Linked DNA regions of Sus scrofa: region 1 is linked to region 2. The links are chromatin contacts, called in public HiChIP or PLAC-seq maps. All regions are on one chromosome and are shown on one strand. Each heading gives the region's core, a stretch centred on a gene start, on an enhancer-like site or on the middle of the called end of the contact. The rest is flanking DNA. Distances are from core to core; before and after follow the strand shown. Region 1 overlaps EML6 (echinoderm microtubule-associated protein-like 6). Region 2 holds the start of RTN4 (reticulon 4).

Region 1 (7,794 bases), core at 4,787-7,286, 100 kb before region 2:
TGGCAAAAACCTGTCACACTGACAAAAAATTATTTGCTCTGCACACTTACAAATATGTGTCTCCTTAGACTTTGTGCATCATTCTAGTCTCAGCCTTGACTCACATAAACATGTAACATACTCTTTACAAAAATCTTATTCAGGTAAAATCAGATTAAAATTAACATCAACAGAATCCTCTGATCAAAGATGTGGTCAGATTTCACCTAATGGGAGTGTGCAGAGGTGAGGAGATAGTCCTGCCCAATGTGGTGATGGAGGGACCTTCGTTATGGATGAGAGAGGCATGGGAAGGGAGGAGGGCGTGCATTCAGAAGGTGGCCTGGAAGGAATATGGACCAGTTATCTAAGCTTTACCTCCTTCTCTTACCTAATTGATGCCTGTGGCTGCTGTTTCAGGACCAACCCCCCAGATCCCAATGAAAGAGGCCCTCTGCTTTGCTATAACTTAGAACAGGTCTGCACACACACATCATGGATCAGGTCTTTTAAATGCATGTGCCCAAGCCCCACTCCGGATATCTTGAATAAGAATCTGTGTTAAAAACCAACTTGAGAAGCTCTGTGCTGATTATGCTGGGTAGCCCAGGTTGAGAACTGTGCTGAGATGTGTACTTGAGGCTTGACTTCCTTTTCCTCCAAGTGTTCCTGCCTTTGTGGTTTCCTTCCAAGCTGATTTCCTTTTCCTTCCAACCATGACTTATTATTTTATGTTATTGAAAATTAAGTTTCTTTCTGATCCCCAAATGTTTGAGACTTTAAATTGTTTGCTACATGCTATATTGCTAAATGCGTTGTAAGATTTATACTGTAGTATGATTTAAACAGCCATGTAAGACTTTAAACTCTACCGTTTCAAATTTTAAAAAGTATAGTAGTTGAGCTAATTTTATTTAAATATGTTTTAAACTTGATAATAAAGACTTTTCACTTTTTCATTCTCTACAACTCTCTTCTTTACTGTATTTGTTTCTGATGCTCTAATAATACAAATAACCATGAGTGCCATTTATGTGTCAGGAAGTACTGTTGTGCAAAATTCCTCTCTCATCTCCATGACAAATTTGCTCAGTTGTAATTGTTTTATGGATGAGGGACCCAAAGCCCAGTAAATTGCCCACAGCCGCATGCTAAGAACTACAGGGCTGGGATTCCCACCAAGCACTGCTGGAGACCAGAGCCCTTTCTTTGTCACTATACCAGGCTGTTCCCCACATGTTTCTGTGTGGAGATACATGTGTGGAGATACATGATCATGGTGCAGAAGGCACAGCTCCTTAAATATGTGCCATGCTTTTCCTTTTTTCCTTTTTTCCTTTTTTCCTTTTTTCCTTTTTTTCAGCCTCTCTCTCTCCACTTCTGGGCTGTCACTCATTTGCCCTTGCCTCCTAGGTAGAACTCAGTAGTTCAGTTCAGTCAATGTTTGTGTGTTCCTGCTGAGACCAGCCCTATGCTGTGTGCTGTGCATAGTGAAACAGGCCTTCCTCTTCTCTTGAAGCTCACAGTCCTCATCTGAGAGGTGGACACGGGGCGGGGCGGGGGGCATTTAAGGAACAGTAGAGGCAACATGGTTAAGACCATCAGTTAGGCTGCTATGAGAAAATTTCAGAATCACTTTTCCAGTTCTGGTAGCATGGCACTTCAGTGTCGCTTGGAGTAGGTTGCTGATTTTTTTAAGAGAATAGGTTGGGGGAAGAGAGAAGTGACAGGAAGTGAGTACTGAAAATTCTCATTGTGGTACTTTGAACATAATCAGCTTTCACTTGTGTAGCTGGTTATGATCAGCTTTATGGACGGTCAGTAGGAAAGAAATGTCCTAAGCTCCTTGCCTTGTGCTACCCAAGAGACTTCCAGCTGCCTCGCTCACTATCCCTTCCTATGTCATATAGGAATTAAAGTACACAATCAGATTAAGGGAAGATGATTTTTAAGTCAGTACATGAGGCAGTGGTTCGAAAGGGGCTCAGAACCCCCAAACTCTGTCCTCAGTGTTCAAAAGGGCTTCATCTGTAAAAGAGCCCCAGGCAGACTGACCTCTGACGCATCTTCTGACCATGACTTTGGGGATAGGAGGCTTCTAAAGGGGAGAAAACTAGAAAACTGGGGGTGTGGGGTGCTCATATCAGATTCATTATTAAATCTAATAAATTCAAAACAATATCTACACCCTTCAGCCCTTCTCAGATATTTGAATGTCAGCTGTGTTGTGAACTGTGTATCTTCTGCCAAATTACTCAGACAGCTTCCCATTTAAACTAGAAGTGACCAGTTTCTCTTTGGAGAGCCACTTGTTCCCCAGAGAATTCCAGCTACAAACACCTTTCAGATACCTGCACATGGTCTGGCTTTTTGCTTTACTAACAAAGCCTTTTTTTTCTTTTCTTTTCTTTTCTTTTTTTTTTTTTTTTTTTTTTTTTTGTCTTTTTGCCATTTCTTGGGCCACTCCTGCAGCATATGGAGGTTCCCAGGCTAGGGGTCCAGTTGGAGCTGTAGCTGCTGGCCTACACCAGAGCCACAGCAACTCGGGATCCAAGCTGCGTCTGTGACCTACGTCACAGCTCACGGCAACACCGATCGTTAACCCACTGAGCAAGGCCAGGGATCAAACCCGCAACCTCATGGTTCCTAGTCGGATTCGTTAACCATTGAGCCACAATGGGAACTCCTAACAAAGCCGTTTTATAATTAGTCCTAAAAAGCAAAAATTCAGTAAACAATCTGGTCTGTTTTATTGTCCCATATCTAATTTATTCTTTACACTGCTTTATAGAGTGATAAATGAGAAGAATCAGATTCATTTCCCCCATTGTTCATTTGTTAAATACTGTTTCATCGCAGTTATTACACTAAGTCAGTTAAGTGTGTTTCTGATAAAACATCAGCATGTGGAATTGGTCCAGTGCTTGTCAAGTCCCTTCAGTTTTCTGTGTTCACTGGATAGAACAATTGGTGAATTAATGCTGACCGTGACCTATACCCAGGACACTTGAAATGAAGATTTAGCTCTATTTCTGCCCTGCCAAATGCTGGGCATTCAAAGGACTAATATGGAATAATTAATTAACAGGCTATTGCTGTCTAATTCCTCTGACAGATAGGTGGTAACTACATCTTTTAGAATATGGTTTTATTGATGAAAGTGGTTCGTGTCGTAATCAAGCTGTTGAATGAGAAGATACGCATATACTGTGTTTATTTGATGTCAAACAGGATAAAGTGAGGTCAGCGCATTATTCCCTCAGACTTTCTAAGTCAAAGGATGTTTGGCATCATAAAAACAAACCTTAGAAGCATGTGAATCCATACTTTACTTTCCAAACAGATGCTTTAACATCATGTAGGCCCAGCTTTAGATTCGAATTCAAATGAAATTTTATTCAGTGCAATCATTTTAGCTGAAGGAGGCTCCTACTGTGTTTATTCATATTTGCACCTGTTTGGGAGCCTCTCAGGCCGAATGTGCAGCACAAGCCTGCAAAAGGGCTAGCCAAGAAGCATGGACTGACTTGATGTTGCCTCGTTTCCTCTCCCATAGGGGCACATGGAGGGAGAAGTGTGGGGGCTGGCAGCTCACCCCCTCCTGCCCATCTGTGCCACAGTAAGCGATGATAAAACACTTCGGATCTGGGAATTATCCTCCCAGCATCGTATGCTGGCGGTACGGAAACTCAAAAAAGGTATGCGACATCACCTTACACATCTCTAAAAGTATTTACGACTGAAAGTATTGAATTCACTATTCATTCATTCAGCTCATATTTACTGAGAGCACCTATTATACGCCTGAGTATGCTGGGCAACGGAGGTTTAGTGTTCGTCTCTGTATAGCTATTCACATGTAGCATTGTGCCAGCAGGCTGGCCTGACCCATCAGTACCCAGCTCTCGTCCTCACTTCATTTTCTTGCACTGCACAGACATTTGCCACCTGGGGGCAATATGTCCTTCCTCTTCTCATCTAGAACTGTGGGAATCAGTTTTTTAAAAAGCATCAGCTCGTAAAGAATACAGTTTGTTTTTATGTCTGCCAGTCTCCAGAACTGATTATATTACTGAACAATGAAAGGCAGCATAAAACTAATAGTTAATATCAAGACATGAATAGATATGTGTTGAATACCTATTCACATTAGAACTGAAGTAAAGCAAGAAGTCCAAATGCAGCAGACATTGATTAAGTGGCTTCTTTATATCAGGTTCTGGGGATCCCAGGAGGAACAGTCACAGCTCTAGGGCCAGAGATAGACAAGATTCTAAGAGAGTCCCAGCAGCAGCTGGTCCATTCAAATTGGGTAATTTGAGGAGAGTCTCAAAATGGGACTGTTTATAAAGGGGCGGGCAAGGTGTAGGGAAGTGACCAGGGCTCGTGCAGCACGGTGCTGCTGGTAATAGCCAGGCACCACTACCAGCCCTGGGTCTGCAGGGGCAAGAGGCAGGGAGTTGCTAGAACCTTTAAAGTAAGAGCTGTGTGAGAGGACAGGCTGGCAGGAGCTGTGGCCATCAGCCTGGAGACTCAGCGGCATGCAGTGACCCAGCAGGGAGGCAGCCAGGGGACCTGTGCCCCAACTCCCCATCCTCTATCCTCCTTTCCCTGAATCCCTCCCTCCCGTCTCCTGCTCCTTCCTGCTGCCCCTTGACCAAATGAATCAGAAGCCAGAGGGCGAGGGAGCCCATTGATAAGAGTTCACACAGGCCAGCTCTGGGTCCAGAGCAGGGTGGAGAGTGGGTGAGGACAAATGAAAGATCTCCGGCACAAAGGATAAGAGCAAGGCACATGGCCAGGGACAGCTTCATCAGGGAAGAAACATGAGAGCTGAGGCTCAAAGGATTTGTGAAAGTTAAGGCAGAAAAGGATGAGATTGGGGTCTGGCCCTAAAGTGTTTATACATAGACATGGGGAATGTGTTGTGCTAGGAAGTGAAGGAAAGGTGTCAGGACAGTAGTGGCAGCCAGGATGGTGGCTCTATTGCTGAGCCAGTGACTTGCTAGCACTTTGCCTTTGGCTTTCATGAACCCAGTGAGTAAGGCCTTTATTATTTCCACTTACAAATGAGGAAACTGAGGCACAGAGAACTTGTCATTTGCCCAAATTTGCAGAACTAGTAAGAGATGGAACTGAATTCAAGCCCAGGCAGGGTGACTTCCGAGAGCACACCTGTGGGCACTGCAGGGCACTGCCCCCTCCACCATATGTCTCTCTCTACACTGGGCTTCCAGGTCTTAGTAAGTGGTGGGTCCAGGATTCCAACCCAGGGCTGACCCTAAAGCCCATGCTCTTACCCACTACAAGATCAAATAACTTGGCCACGAATTTATACAGGGTAAAAGGACAGACCAAGGCCTCACTGTGAGTGACTTGAATTTCAGATAGTGGACTTTATTCACTAGTTTAAAAATTAGTTCAGAAGAGCGACTACTAACACATCTTAGATAGGATGGCCATTCAGCATAGTTCACAGCTGATATCCTGGTGTAATTATTAATAGCTCTCTCTTTCACTCTCAAGTGTCCTGGTTCATACAATAAATTATTATGCTTGACCTAATCTAATGAGTCTCCTCAAAGGCAGACTGGTCTTTCTCTTCTTTCTGCACTAGTACATGCCTGATCCATAGTAGGTAAATAACGGCAACATGAATGGGTGGAGAAAGGGAGGAAAGATAGTTTAGAGGAACCAATTTAAAGTTACTGGTGTGAACGTGGCTTTCACATGCCATGAACCATGGCCAAGGGGTGGGTGTGGAAGCTCAGTTTGGAACGCTGTACCACAAGGCTGCATGACTGTCCCATTCCTGGGCTGTGTTCACCAAAGTCTTGACAATAAAAACAGGTCGGAGCTGGGTGTACTCTTAAATAGGATTCCTATTAAATATATCCTCACAGCGTCCGTACTCCTCATTCAAAAGTGTCTCCCTGTGGAGTGGGAGCAAAGCAAAGCAGTGGAAAGCATTGCTCATGTAGCAGCCCCAGCCCAGACCTGGTTAGTTTGGCAGACACTTCTGGAGAGAATGTCCACGTTCCATTCTTCTCATGACAGCAGAGGCAGGAACAAAATCTTCCACCTCGAGAAGCATGCATGTGGTCCGTGGATCAGGGAATTAGAGTGCCTAAAAGGACAACAGAGTGCTCCAAGCAAGTTTTGTGTGTGAGGCATGATATTAAAAAGAGTTTCCAGAAATTTTATTACAGAGCTCCTGTTCCTAAGTATCACCTCTGGGTAGCAGAAATGTTGGTTATATTCATCCTTTATCCCTTTTCTCCATTCACTCCACTTATGTCTTGAAAACTCCAGGTATTCAGATACAAAGAAATGAATGGGTAAACCTCAAAGAAATTGGAAACTTATTTTTCATATTATGACCGTTGTCCTTGGGTTTGGAGAGAAGAGATGCTTTATATCATGAAGTATTAGCTGTTCTCACAAGTCGTGTTAATGTAAAGACACGGTCTCATGTTCATGCACGTATGCACATTACCCCCCTCTCTTTGTGTGGCTTGTTTTATAGCAAAGTCAGAGATCATAACGATGCTCTTTGTGGGTCCTCCCATAGGTGGAAGATGCTGTGCCTTCTCCCCTGATGGGAAAGCCTTAGCAGTCGGCTTGAATGATGGGAGTTTCCTGGTTGTAAATGCTGACACTGTTGAAGACATGGTCTCCTTCCATCACAGAAAAGAAATGATCTCTGACATTAAGTTTTCAAAAGGTGAAGATGGCAGCAAAAGACTGTAAAAAATAGCTTAGGACCCAAAGTTACAAGACTGGACTCTTTTTAAATATTTCCTTGACCCTTAACCCATTTAAAAATGCTAATGTTTTGGTGTTAACCATGCATTTTCCTTTACAGACACAGGAAAATACCTTGCCGTGGCATCACATGATAACTTTGTGGATATTTACAATGTACTGACAAGCAAGAGGGTTGGCATCTGTAAAGGTGCTTCTAGTTACATTACACACATTGACTGGGACTCTAGAGGTAATGTATGTTGTGGCTTTTAAAATATAATTTGTTTTTTAAAAAGTCATGTCCATCCTTATATTGTTCCCAGAACAAATGCCATTTGAATTTTAAAGAAAAACAGGGGGGAAACTCACAATATGAATGGTTTTAATTTTATAATCCAGAGGCAGCTGCTGTTAACATTTTAAGTATTTTTCCATCTTGTATTATTATTATTATCATTATTACTACTACTACTACTACTACCACTACTGTTATTATTAAGTCAAGCCATTGGGTTTTAAGACAGTCAAAGGTATGTGATGCCAGAGCAAGCCACCAGTTCACATCTGTGTATGGCACGCTGTATCCTTGCCACACTATATCGACTCCTCACTCCTTCCCCTTTTCCTACCAAATCTCATCTCCTGGAGAACTGTCCAAGAAGTTTCTAGTAATTTCCATCCTCCATTGGAGGTAGAAAACTGCGTTCAGCTCACCTAGACTTTCTCTGCTCTCTAAAACTCCCAACCTTCCCCCACCTCCTCCAAGTCATGCCCACAGATGTCATAGGGATTTGTCTATTTATTTATGTAACAAATCTAACTCTTAGCACATGCAAAGTCTTAAACCAGAAAATGTGGAGGATCCAGAATGGAGTGAGACGCGGTTCCTGCTCTCTGCAGAGTTTAGAACTTTGTATGGGAGTCATACTTGTGCCTGAACAATACAAGAGCACAGACTAGGTAAGGCATGGTTATAAAGGTGGGTCAAGGGGAAATGGTAAGCGGGGGAAAGGGGGTTTCCAGTGGGCCAAGCAGCGTTAACCACCCAGGTGCAGCATCAACCACCCA
Region 2 (7,808 bases), core at 3,432-5,931:
CATTTTAGCATTGTTCATACTTGCAAAAACTTTAGGAATAGCTTGAATACTTAACTACATGGGATTAGCAGTATGTATTTAGACTATTATACCCATTAAAACAATGTAGAGTATTTTTTAAGTGAAAGTACTTCCCCATTTAGTGGGAAAAAAAAGATTACAGAACAAAATGTACCACATGTACCCCCTTGCAACACATGCACACACCATTAGAAATGTACACCAAAACCACTCTGTGAAATGAGTTTTATTCTTCCATAGACCTTCACAATTTTCTACCACACACACACACAGACACGCATACACAAAGTTTTGAGCTACTAAACCAAAATCTAGAAGAAATACCTAATGAACGACTAAACATTGGATTTCAACTAAGTTTAGAACTGAAACACAGGATCTTCCTCCAATCAATGGGTCTTGCAATTGATTAATGCCCCAGGTCCCTTCTCTGGAATTTTTTGGGGTGTTTTTTTTTTTTTTTTTTTTTTTTTGGTTTTTTGGTTTGTTTGGTTGGTTGGGTTTTGGGAGGCATTCACAGGGATTAAGTAAGGCAATTACTTCAAGCAGCAAGACCTCTGCTTCTCTCTTCCTGAATGGTAGTGTGAGTATGCACCTGTACCCATGTAACCTTAAGCTTTGAAAGAAACTACAAGTGACTTAGCAAAGGTAGAGGTCAAGGAGCCCTACAAGAACTTCTTCATGAAGTATGCTCCAGAAGTGGTACAAAGCCAGTCTGCCTCACCGTATACTCAAACTGAATTTAAATGCTAGAAACATTTCTGTCCCCAACCTACAGACTTTTCTCAAAGGTCAACTACAGCATGTTAACTGCCAAATCCCAAAAGCATTAATAATAATGGGCAGTGCTAGAGGTCCCTGGTGGCCTAGCAATTAAGGATTCAGCATTGTCACTGATATGGCTTGAATTCAAACCCTAGTCTGGGAACTTCTGCATTCTGTGAGTGTGGCCAAAAAATAAATATTTATTTATTTTATTTTATCATTAAATTAAAATCTCCTTTTTAAAAATGTGGGCAGTGTTGCACATATTCTTAAACTTCAACAGGGTCCACAATCATTTCTCAGTCTTCATATTTAACTACTTCTCTGTAGTATTTGACCACTCTTCCCTTTTTGAAAATAGGGAACCAGCACTATCCTTCTTTCCCTGCTCTGACTATAACTTCCTGTTCCTGCATGTCCCTACAATGTAGGTTTTAGGCTTTCTGTCCTTAAATTCCATTCTCTATGAAATATCCTTGCAGTATTCATGTCTCACCTTGCATTCAATTCCCCATTTTTCATTCATCATTAAACCTGCCGTTTCTATGAGCTTCAGAGACATTCTATCACTTCAAATTTGAAGGTTCCAAAACAGAACTTGGCATTATTACTACCTACCTTAGCTCTATTTCGACTAATAATAAAGTACTAGCATTGCCAAGGTTTCACTCTGACTGAAATTTCATGTTGTCCTTTGAGTCCCTCCCTCACCCTAGCCCCACAAATCTATGTCAAATGTCAAGTACTCCTCTCTTAAATTCTCAAATCTGTCATTTCCTTTTCAGGCCAAGTTCAGGCACTATTTGCTTTTAAACCTGGGCACAAATACGGCCATCCTATTCTCCTTCTAAGTGCCTCTGCAATTTATCTTACACAACACCCTAAAACAGTCTTTTAAATCTCCTATCATTTTATCACTCCGTACTTTAATGGAAGAGCCTATTTCCAAAGGCTCTTTATTTCCTTTATAATAAAATCCAAAACCCAATGACTTCTGCAATCTGGTTCAGGGTATCTTTTTAAAAACCAGAAAACATCAAAACGGGAGCTTCAGAAATCACGCAAAAGAGGAAACTGAAGACCAAAAAGGGTAAGTCTCTTACTCAGACCAAAATCAAATTAAACTAGAAAAAAGAAACTTAAACACTTAAATTTGCCTGATTATAACATGAATTACAACAGGGTGCTGAATACAGTGCCACATTCTTCCCCTGTAAATTCTGATTTGGTAGATCTGAAGAGGATCACAGCAATCCATATTTTTAAAAAGCACTAGGTGAGTCTCATCTTCAAAGAAGTTTGATGAAACCTAACCTAGATCTTGCAAATCTTCTATACTCTTAGATCATATCAACTTATCTTTCAACTACTATCCTATAAAGATTCTTTTCTACCCAAAAAGCTGTATTCACTGTCTCAAAAATACCTTGTTTAGTGGTTACATCATTCTCCCCCGACCCAAATGCCTAAACCTATCATTCCTTTCTATTTTAAGTGCTTCAAAAATCTTTTGACCTGTCTTAATCAATGCTTCCCATATAACCCAAAAAATCAAGTATGACATAGATTTAATTTGTTTTTAATATCCTGCTAACAACAACAGGAAATTCAAGAAGAAAAATATGTAAAAGAATATCAATTATTAATGTTGGTCTTAGCCTGAAAGATAAATGCTTTAAATACTAGCCATTCGGCCAAAAACAACCCAATGTTTAAAAAACACTGAAATCAGAGTATCTCTCACTTCTTTTATACCTTCATATGCTACCATCATCAGATGACTGAATGTGTTTCTACCATGGCACTTAGAGGGTAGAGGGGTGGTAAAGAAAGCAGCAGGGAAAAAAAAAATGGCCTTAAGTTTTTTTGTTTTGTTTTTTAATATACCTAGAGAGCTTAGATTAGATACTTTCCTCTATTGTTACACTTTTCATAAAACGAGAAAAAACTCATTCCATGGCAGCTTCAGCTTCTCACTGATTTCCATTTATGCTGTAATCTATAATCTACAACATTAAAATTAGCTGCTGATAAAGAGAATACTAAAATAAACCTTAACCAATGAATCAGAAAGAGTCTTTCCAAGCAAAAAAAGCCAAAGACAAGCATTAAAAAAAAAAAAAAAAAAATCAAGCCACTTCACTTACAAAGTGAGCCTCCCCAGAGATATTTAAGAGTAAATTTGATTTTATATTTAGTATCTAAAAATAATCAAAATAAATCTTTGGTATAATATGCACTATACTGGATCTTAATTTCTCCAGTCTCAAAATATCCTTAAATTAGTTGAGTACATAAAGAATTTAAGATGTTATTAAATGGACTAAGGTTCAAATTACAAATACAGAGCCTAAAAAGTTGCAGAATAGGCCCAGATGTGACTTTTCGCCTATTTTTTAAAGCCTATATTCCCTGTATTGTTAGCACTACTATCATTTTTACTAATCAAAAACTAGTGTAGCAATTCACCTTTCACTTTGTAATGCTAATGGTCAGAAAGATGAAGAAATAAAAATCCTTCTCTTCATTAAATTCACACATAAAAAACCATAGAGATAAAAATCCAAAGACGTATTATTTTCTGTTCTTTAAATTGTAACTATAAAAGCTTTCCAATGTCTCAATATGAACAAGATTAAGCTCATGTTTTCCCCACAATACTTTATTGAACAAATTTTTAAAAGAATACTGTAAAGGTTACTGTAATTAGCTCCACAGATTGCTTTTAGAAACATTATCACCAACCCTGCTAAAATTCTGCTATAGAAATAAATAATGTTTTAAATTATAAAACTTGAACATGGCCAAAAAAAAAAAAACTGCTTGTGTGGAATGTCTAGTTGGACTACTTAAAAATAGCTCTAATAATTTTTAAGACAATTTATTGTAACGCCAGGTATACAGTCTACTACCTTCCCTTTTTCTTAAAATGGCACATTTAACCACTGACATAATAAAATATTTTTTAAATATTCATTACACTTATGCGCTTAAATTCTTACACAATCCCGATCCACTGAGACTTGAAAGGATCTGGGCTTTCAAGGGGGAGGAAAAGGGATCAAGATCACTGATTGGTTATTACAAGGACAAGGGTTAGTGACTTAAATATAGACACACATTTAAAACTACCATGTATACATTTTAACCATTTTAAGATATACAAAATTATAATCTAATTAAAAGGCCACTGGTAGTAACTTCAAAGATTTAATAATAAGATTTCCAAAGAAGAAAACGAGCTTATTGTAAATGCAAGATCTTGCTACCTACAGACCTTTGGATAGAATTTCAACCATTCCGAGAGTCAGCTTTTTAAAAAAATAGTCACAGAAAATATGTCATTATGAAATACAAAGATGGAAATGTAGATTCATCACACCAAAGTGACCAACAAATGAAATATGTTAAAACTAAACAGTTTACAATGTGCAATATTAAAGAATAGAACCTAATCAAAGATCGGAATGCAGAGACTAAATCAAATGCCAGTGAAACAGAACAGCATGACATTTTCTCATACATAACCAAATGCAAAAACATTTGAAATAGCTCTTTTAACTCTTTACTCTTAAACCTTCCACAGGCTTCATTTGCAATCCAAAATATATCTAAATGGCAAAGCTTATTCATAGAAATATTTTGTTGGTTACATAAAAAAAACTGAATAAAGGTTAAAAAGCAGATATACCCTTGTCCTTCCAATTTTTCTTCTGACCGTCCATCTCTTGTCACGATCTGCCCTCCAGATGCAATTATCAATTATGCATACCAACAGAAAAGCTGTAACTGCAAAAATCTACCCCCTGAGACATGAAATATGTTTCCTCAACCGAAGTCTGCAGTCTCCTCTGCTGCACAACTGCAGTCACCTGACGCCTTCTGGGTGTGGAGCAGTCTGACGCAGTGCAATCTGTAACTAGGCTACTAATACTCAGGCACTACCGCCTTCTATCTGTTTATTGTTCTAGTCTTTTGCTTGTTGCTCAGACCAAACAAAGCTACTTTTGCAGGGGGAGGGGCAAGCTACCAAAAGAAAGAAAAGGGGGTTGTTCTGGCAGAGTTAAGCATTGTATATACTTGAAATACACTTCAAGCCATGTGCAGTTTTTTTTTTGTTTTTTTTTTTTGACAGGGGAATTTACTGATGGTTTTCAGCTTCATTTAAAACTTTAAAATCAATAGTTACCTGATAAGATAAAAATGGACTGATCCAAAGAAGGGTAATAACTTAAATTTCAAGTCTGGTAAATGCTGAGTCTCTTACTTGCTTCTAAATAATCAGCATTTTGCACCCTTATAAGGAAGGGCATGACAGGAGAATCATGAAGTCAAATTATTAATATTTATTGAATATATGTTAAATTTCAATAGAAAAAAATTATATTCAATTTTAGCAGTTGAATACATATTTCTAACGTAATATTATTTTTTTCTTCTGTTACAACTATGGAAATCCAGAGACTTGCAAATATATACTTATTCTTATCACCTGCTCCAACTCAATCTTTCAATAAATATCTATTAGACACCACTGCAGGTACTATTAATAGACTTGGCTTGAGGAGAAATATTCATGTGCTAATTATATCATTTGCTTTGGGAAAAGGATATAATAACAAGCTAAAATTTTACTGATAAATACAAAGACAAATCCATAAAGAATTCCTGAAATTTTTGTTCAAATTTATGAAACTGGCATTCATTCCAGTGCAAAATATTAAGTCTTTACTAATGTTTCACAACTGGTTTAACTGATGGTTTACTGGTTTAATCATTAATCATTAAGCAGAAACATATAATGACAAATCAGCGAAAATATCTTCAAATGTGCGATATATTGAAGTATCATAAGATATGCAGCCTAAGGACGAAAGTACATACTTCGTAAGACTATACAGGTACACTTGAAATAGGTATAGTATTTTTTGGAACTTCCCATAAAACTGTGTAGGCTGCAAAACTCTGCAAAATCCTTCATATCAGAAGCAGCCTGAATATCAAGGGACTCAGTTCTTTGCCTCTATGCCTAAATGCAAACATAAATAAAGCGGAGCAATTTTTAAAGAGCGTCTAGTATTCTCAGTTCAAAAGTTAATATTTAACTTTATTCACTGAACCCCTGCAAAATGTGGTATTTGAGAACACTGTCACCAACTCATATCATGGCTGAGAATGTCTGGCCTCTCCATGCAACAGTTAGAAATCCCAAACTAGGCAGTAAATACATAATATTTCCAAAACAGTATTTCCTAATAATGAATCCCTTAAGGCTGAAGGCCAATAAATACTTTAGCATTAGAATAACACACTCAAAAACAGCACCCAAACACTGTTTTCAAATCAGAGATTACTACACTAATAAAAGGGGGGTGGGAGGAGATTTCTTGAAGCAAAGGTATTACCATTCATGTTATTCACATTTTCTGGTACTGGACTAGGTTCAATAATTTTTAAAAATCATCTGAGCGAATAAGAATGTGTAAATTCATTTACCTAAACACTAAATATACTTAATAGCTCCCCTGGCAGATTAAAAAGTCAAACTAGGAGCCCTGAAATTTAATCTTATATATAGCAATATCTAATTTTTTTAATTTTTATCATCTTGGGAATTCAGGCTATTATATTAAGTTACAGGGAAAATTAGCTAAGATAAATCAATTGACATTTTGCCCATTTCTTTCCTAGAAAGTTTTAAAACTAAAGTTGTTTTAAGCTTGGTAATCTAAGAGAAATGTGGTTAAATTTGAAAATCTTGATGAGACAAATGTGCTAAAAAGGTAAAGTCATCGGGCTAGGCTTATTGTACTAGGAGGAGCAAATAAATGACTTAGTGTATGCAAAAGACCTTAGGACAGTGCCCTACAAAAAGTGACCCTGTGCGCTAGCTGTTTACTAGTAAACTACAAGGAGACAAAGTCTGTAAAACACATATAAGAAAGTGCATATATTATGCCATTCAGTCTAGGCAATAACACAATAACCTCTCTGAACAGAAGAACCCCTCTACACACACACAAACTATGGTGCCAGGCTATCTGGTTCCATTCTCCCCCAGCTGAGAAAAATTTATCTTTGGATAGTTTATAGGTCCTATTTCATATCAAATCTCAATAGGCAAACAATGAACACAAATCTGTTTTTTAAAAAACCCTCCATTTATTTTGTTTTCCTTCAAGTATTTAACATTTTGTTTAATGAATGAAAAATTATTCCAAGGATTATTTCCAAACAGAGCAGATACATACCTAGTTGATTATTTTGGATAAGGAACCTATTTTCCTCCCTTAAAAGTAAAGGCTTCCAAAGGGGGGGACCACAGAAGATCCCTTCATTTACAATGCGAGCAAATAAAAGTGCTATTTGAATTCTAAGTCCTACTGTGTATTATGTATAGGGGGTAGGAGGAGGGTTATCCTTCTTCTCCTGAACTCAAAATCAGCCTAACAGAGAACTTCTGAAATAAAATTTCAGAGTTCATGATTGGCAACTTCCCATTCCTTCATGTCCACATAACCCAGTACCTCCCCTAGCATGTCAAAACCCAACACCCCAAACCTCCTCAAGCATATCCCTAATTCCTTTCCAAAAGGCTATCAGGCTCTAAAACTACATACACTTTATGTTTCTCTTCTCTCATATCTCAAATCAAAACTCTCATTTTCTTAGTGCACCTTATCTCATTAGCGGGAAAATTATATGATTAAGTCTTTCAAAGGAATAAATTCCTTTCTCTATAATGCTCTCATAAATACTGGGGAGGGGTGCAGAGGCTTATATCTCAGTGGCAGGATCTCAGACAGTGGAAGACTGTTTTTGGAATAGACAGCAATATGAAAGCTGTAAGACCGCCCAGCTCAACTCTCCCAAGATATCCCTCCTTTATCATTTCATTCCTTCCTCTAATTCTGAACCCCAGAGAAACTCAGGTTTTTGTCTTGCTTTGTTTGCTTTTCAATGTTAAGAGATCAAGGGAAATAAGTGAGAGAGAAGTGGTCATTCGGACTGAAAGTGCTACT

Evidence for each region. HiChIP or PLAC-seq counts read pairs in DNA pulled down with a chosen protein or histone mark.
Region 1: an H3K27ac HiChIP or PLAC-seq map of skeletal muscle shows a contact between it and region 2. The contact joins the enhancer-like site here to the promoter of RTN4 in region 2. A contact is called at or near these places in 9 of 47 Hi-C or Micro-C datasets (embryonic fibroblasts, fetal liver, heart right ventricle and 3 more) and 1 of 2 datasets of contacts at active chromatin or transcription factors (skeletal muscle).

The regions. Positions count from the first base shown.
Region 1 is chr3:86,318,668-86,326,461 of Sscrofa11.1, reverse strand. It overlaps EML6 (echinoderm microtubule-associated protein-like 6), which reads left to right. Exons shown (of 42, transcript XM_021087539.1): 22 at 3,536-3,677; 23 at 6,551-6,703; 24 at 6,845-6,976. Among named protein-coding and RNA genes, the nearest start is that of RTN4, 110 kb to the right of the region's middle. Within about 2 kb of position 6,036, at least 9 of the 83 cell types and tissues checked have an H3K27ac peak or open chromatin away from gene starts, as enhancers often do. A contact at or near this core is called in liver and skeletal muscle, where this site is marked.
Region 2 is chr3:86,212,708-86,220,515 of Sscrofa11.1, reverse strand. It overlaps RTN4 (reticulon 4), which reads right to left and starts at 4,681. Exons shown (of 7, transcript NM_001129963.1): 1 at 4,478-4,681. The coding sequence starts at 4,511.